Regions from separate parts of the Rattus norvegicus genome. Here region 2 is linked to region 1. The links are chromatin contacts, called in public Hi-C maps. All regions are on one chromosome and are shown on one strand. The core of a region is the stretch at or near the end of the contact, and the rest is flanking DNA. Distances in the headings are between cores, read along the strand shown.

Region 1 (2,700 bases), core at 167-2,666:
CCACACCGTGTGCAGACCAGAGTTCAGCAGATGCAGTGAGAAGAAAAAACCCAAACAGGCAAACACGGAAACTAAGCCATGTAGACCGTCTAGACTAGCTTTGGAGAAAACCCTGGTGGAAATTCCTCTGAAAAAACCAAAACACAAAACAAAGCAAGCAAGAGACTGCTGATGGATGGATGCTTGGGAAGAAGAATTCCCCAAGCAGGATTTCCGTGCCGGCGGTCAGTCACGGTGGTCCTGCTCGTGGCTCACTCCAGCGCTAAGAGTGCGGCTCCAGCACTGAGTCCTAAGCACTGAGGACTTTTCACTTTCCATTTTACTCTCTGAAATAAAGCTATGCACAAAAACTCAAGGAAGCACATGCCAGGCCATTTTCTTTTATTCTTCCCCACTTTTTTGGCCAGGGTCTTGTTGGGTGGCCTGCAATTTGATATGTAGATCAGGAAACCTGACCTAGAACTCTTAGCGATCCATCCGTCTACCTCTGACTTTCCAGCATCGCCATGCCTAGCTTGCTTTCTTGTTTTAAATGTGTGTGTGCCACAGTAATGTATACAGTCGTTCAAGTTTGTGGGGCTGTTTCTTTTCTTCCTCCTTCATGTGGGTCCTGGGGGTTGACATCAGACTGCTGGGTTGATTATGTCACCTCATCAGCTCACCAAGTTCCCAGAGGATGGCAATGAAGCCAAGGTTCGTCCCTAGGGAACATGGACGGATGTTAAAAGTTGAAAACTGAGCCAGGTGTGGTGGTGTGAGCATGCCTTTAAGCCCAGAACCCGGAAGCCAGGAGGTCGACTCACTGCTGGTCATTACTTACTATTATTCTATTGTTACCAACGTGCTAAAATGGCTCAGGTCTTTCCACTAAAGAACAAACCCCAAACTACGGGAGCTTGTGCTCAGCGTCAGCACTGATTTTATTTCTCTATTTGTAGTGGTGAGAAAAGCAAGCAGCTGCAGCACTGGGTCAGGAAAGTGCAGGGGCACTCTTCCCAAGAACACGGGCAAGCTTAACACAGACCTCCGGGCAGCTCACTCACTGCCCCCTGCGCCTGCTGTCTGGCTAGGGCACCCCAGAGCGCAGGCGAAACACGGGCTGTGACTAACAACAGGCTTGACTCTGTTCTGCGCGCATCATTCTGGCCCCAGCAGCTGGGGTTTGCCGTTTTAAAGGAAGAGGAAACTCAGGCAGAGCTCAGCTAACTTGCTCAAAGTCTCAGTTAAGAACCACCATAGTGATGAGCTCTGCGGCCTTGATAAGGTAAGAGCTAACTACAGAACTCAAAGGGGGCCAAAGCATGTGGGCAGTTAGTTCATCAAACGCCACTATGGCTGCACTGAGATGGCCTGTCCCACCCATGGTTAAGAGCATTTTAAGAACGTGTCATGAGAACACTAAGTGACTGGAGGCTGAGTCATAGGTACATATTCCCAACAATCACGAAGTTCTCAGCTCTGGAAAAGGCCTTTGGTCAATGCTGGGAGAGGGACCTAGAAGTCAACTCAGATACAGGGTGGATAGAAGACTAATCACCGTGTCAGATGAACGTGTCAGAGACACTCAAGAAGGGGTCTTCGCTCCTGGGAGGCACTAGAATTCAATACTGCTCTAACTTTAAGGGAACTAGCTAAGAGAGTGTCTAATGCTTGAGGGGAAGATGAATGTGGCGCTAGGGCTCAATATTTTGGCAAGTCAGTTTTGGTAGAGACCCAAAGAGAGCTGCTAAGCTAAAGATCTTCAAACTAGCTGTCTATTACCAAAAGACAGAACTCTGACTTAACACTTAACATGTCAACTATCTTTGACCTCCCTGGACATAACTATGTCCTTACAGTCAGCTCCGGGATAAGATGAACACGTCACAAAGAGTACTCCTGCACAGCAGAAAGTGCCCCCTCCCCTCCCCCGCTGACACGGCAGTTGCTTGTTCCAAGTTTATAATGTATGCTAGTATAGTTGAAGTTCCAAGGAGCCCCAAACAAGTAAGCTTGATACCGGTCTTTAACTACTCTGTGACCTAGGATTCTCATCTTCCCACCTCCACGTGGAGAATTACAAGGATTTCAGGCATATTTTACCATGCCCCATTGCTGAAAGCTGAGGCAGGAGGATGAGTTCGAGGCCAGCCTAGTTACATATGAGGCTTTGGAAGGGAAAGGTATGAGAAGAAGGAATGTGGACCACAGGCCATCACGCATCTACTCCACAGCTGCAGGAGACAGCCGTCCTTCCAGGACAGCGTGCGTGCGATCACGGACAGCACCAAGAGATAGCACATACTATGCGCTGGTAATTTTTAAAAAATCTTTTTTTACATACACAGGAAATGAAATATCATATTAACTTTACCAAGTAGTTTGGGATTTAAAAAGATATACAACACAAACAAAAATATACAGTAATGTCTTTTCGACTTTTTAAAAAATTACATGTACGTAGTTACATGCACACGAGTACAGGTGTCTATGGTGGCCATATGAGAAAACTGGGTACCACGGAACTGGATTCACGGGCACTTTTAAGTCTCCTGATAAAGTTGCTGGAAATCACACTCTGGTTCTCTGCAAGATCAGCAGATGTTCTTAACCACTGAACCATCTCTCCAGCTCCTTGACAACTCCCTTTGTAGACCAGGCTGGCCTTAAACTCAGAGATCTACTTGCTTTTGCCTCCTGAGTACTGGGATTAAAGGTGTG
Region 2 (2,837 bases), core at 58-2,557, 390 kb after region 1:
TGTTTGTGTGTATATGTGTGAGCTGCTTGCTTGGGGTTTCCTTTTTAGCTTACCAGAGGCTCCAGTTTCACAGGCTGCTGTCGCTTTCTGGTCTTCTCCTGAGCTTTCGTGGTGTGCCTAAATACCAGGGTTTGGGGTTCAGGTTCATTTTCTTTGAGAGATGCATAATTCAGAACCCCTTTTGCTCTTATTTTGTTTAGTCTGGTAAGCACAGGATTTTCTTCTTCCTGGTTTTCCATGCTTTTCAGGTCGATTTCATTCTCTGTGCCTTGGAAAGCCATCCTTATTCCTACACAAATGGGATAAAGAAACGAAAAAAAAAAAAAAGGATGTCAGGTTGGATAAAGTAACTGGGGAGAGACATAGGGAGCGGAGAAAGCAGTAAGGACTAGGGAGAACTGAATTCACATGCTTCCCCTCAAAGAAAACCAGTCAAAGCTCTTGCTCAACAGAATGCTTGAACTGTAGGGATAGCAATTGAGACATTTACCTGGCTTGAAGAAGCCCTGGTCTGGGGCCTGCAGTGGCTTGGATTTGGAAAGATGAAGAGAAGGGTGTTGGATACTACCTTTCTCAGATCTGAGTACGCATAACATTTCCAAGGAATTTGTCTTTTTTTTTTTTTTAAATGCAGGTAAGGGGTCTGGGAAGATGGCTCCATCTGTAAACTGCTTGCTACACAAGTGTCTTAGTGTTTCTATTGCTATGATAAAACACTGACTAAATGCAACTTGGCGGGGGAAAGGGTTTGTTTCGTCTTACAGATTGTAGTCTATCTTGAAGGGAAGTCAGAGCAGGGACTGAAAGCAGGAATTGAAGCAAAGGCCATTAAGGAACATTGCCTACATTTTAATCTAGCTAAGTGTCAATAGGAATCAAAAGCCTTTTATGCAATTTTAACTTCTCAAGTAAGCCTATTAGAAACAAGAGGTCTTGATTTTAATAATGTGCTTTACCTAACTATCATTTCAATACATAATGGTGCTGTGTAAGGCAGGGTTAGATCTTATTTTATACCTGGCGTTTACTGAACAGGACAGGTCTAGATTTGAATAGTCAGTATGAGGTCTTGGGCAAGCCTAGTATCTCTAGTTCTCGCCTTCCTGTCCCTCATGATAGTAAGCTATCACTCACTGAATCCATCCTTTCTGAGGCTTTCCATGCCTGGGGAAGCGATGCTGAGTGTCTGGCTCTCCCCAAGGCTCAGTTCCACTGGACTCACCAAGCGGTTCAACAGCAGCGTTCCTGAAGGGTCTCCAGAGCCCCAGCAATACCTGGTCTGGGAAAAGAAAGCCTAGTCCCAAGAGAAAATGTTTTCCGTTGCTTAGCAACCACTGGGCCACCAAGGACGCTTACTGTGCCCGAGGAGGAGCCGGCTGGTCACTGCTAGCCAGTCTCGCGGAGCTGCCCTCGCTCTCTCCCCAGCCTGGAGCGCGCCAAGTAATTGAGCCAATCGGTGTTACCAGAGCGTTTGACGTCATTAGTTGTCAAGGAGCAGGCGCGACCCGGAGGATTCCTCCTCTGGAATGGAAATCTCAGGCAGCTAGGACAGAAGGCTTAGGAGGTGCGGTCGTTTTATGTTTTCCTTTGTTTCTGGACGGTCCATGATCTGCAACCCAACCTTCTGCAGGAATCTGTTGTCTTTCAAGATGCTTGAGTCTGGCTTGACGTTCGCCCACATCTTAAAATCTGGAGGTGAAAGATTCAAGAGCCTCAGAAGGTTGGGTGGACCCTGTCAGGTACCTTGGGGAACTGCTTCAAGGATTGGCAGAAGCTGTTTTTCAACCCCCAAAATGTTTTTACCTACAAAATGTCGTGATCACCGCTGAAACTACTTTCTTTTTCTCCTCCCTCTTTTACCATGCTCATACCTTAGATGTCCACCCCCTAACAGAAGCCGAGAAAACAGCGTTTAGTATGCTCCTTTGACCCTTCTCTCTTCAAGTAGATTATATGGAGCTGGAGTATAGATTACAGATCACTCAGTCTACCTCTCCTCACACACCACCTGAGTATCGAGCTGACATTCTGTCTCTTGCTATATGGAATTTTCAGGGAACATATTACAATTTTCATAAAACATTTTATTTTGTGCACGCATGTGTGCATGGTGTGTGTGTGTGTGTGTGTGTGTGTGTGTGTGTGTGTGTGTTTCAGTTCCCTCCTTCCATTATGTGGATGCCGGGGCTGAAAGTCAGGTCACCAGGCTTGGCAGCTGCCTTTAACTGCTGAGTGATCTGACTGGCCCTAGGGACTGTTTTTAAAAAACAAAATATATATATATATATATGCATGCATGCAATTTGGCTTTTTAGAAGCTCTTAAATTTAACATGACACATTTTATGAGTACACACTAATTTAGCAGCAAAGGTCTTATTAAATGACGAAGGTCAGATGTTAGGAGAAAGATAAACAGGAAAGACCCATTATGCATTCTAAGGCGTCCAAGCAACACGGAGGATAGAATTAGAAAGGCAGCCCTGGGGGTTGGGGATTTAGCTCAGTGGTAGAGCGCTTGCCTAGCAAGCGCAAGGCCCTGGGTTCGGTCCCCAGCTCCGAAAAAAAAAAAAAAAAAAAAAAAAAAAAAAAAAAAAAAAAAAAAGAAAGGCAGCCCTGGACCCAGAGCTGATCCTTGGGAAGTCATAAAGCCTCGGACTCTCAGCCCGTCTCTCCCTATTTTTTGGCATTCTGCACATGTCCTTATGTGGGGTGCTGTCCCTTCCCAGACCTTCAGTTCCCACCATGAACTTTAGGCTGCATGCAGTGTGCTGGAGAGAGCTTCAGGCAGGTAGGATTTTGTACTTAAACAAGACCCTTGGGACCCGCCAAGACGGA

What was found. A called contact is a pair of places that touch in the nucleus more often than the background predicts.
Region 2: a Hi-C map of the A7r5 cell line shows a contact between it and region 1, with 5 times the contacts expected there. The contact joins the promoter of Dnah6 here to the enhancer-like site in region 1. A contact is called at or near these places in 3 of 12 Hi-C or Micro-C datasets (the A7r5 cell line, frontal cortex and hepatocytes).

What each region holds. Positions count from the first base shown.
Region 1 is chr4:106,448,720-106,451,419 of GRCr8, forward strand. All of the region lies in intron 6 of Kcmf1 (potassium channel modulatory factor 1), which reads right to left. Among named protein-coding and RNA genes, the nearest start is that of Tcf7l1, 47 kb to the left of the region's middle. Within about 2 kb of position 1,417, at least 3 of the 93 cell types and tissues checked have an H3K27ac peak or open chromatin away from gene starts, as enhancers often do. A contact at or near this core is called in the A7r5 cell line, where this site is marked.
Region 2 is chr4:106,841,057-106,843,893 of GRCr8, forward strand. Dnah6 (dynein, axonemal, heavy chain 6) reads right to left here and starts at 1,308. Exons shown (of 77, transcript NM_001419792.1): 1 at 1,223-1,308; 2 at 54-289. The coding sequence starts at 281. It overlaps LOC120102311 (a long non-coding RNA gene), which reads left to right and starts at 1,415. Exons shown (of 3, transcript XR_010065833.1): 1 at 1,415-2,790.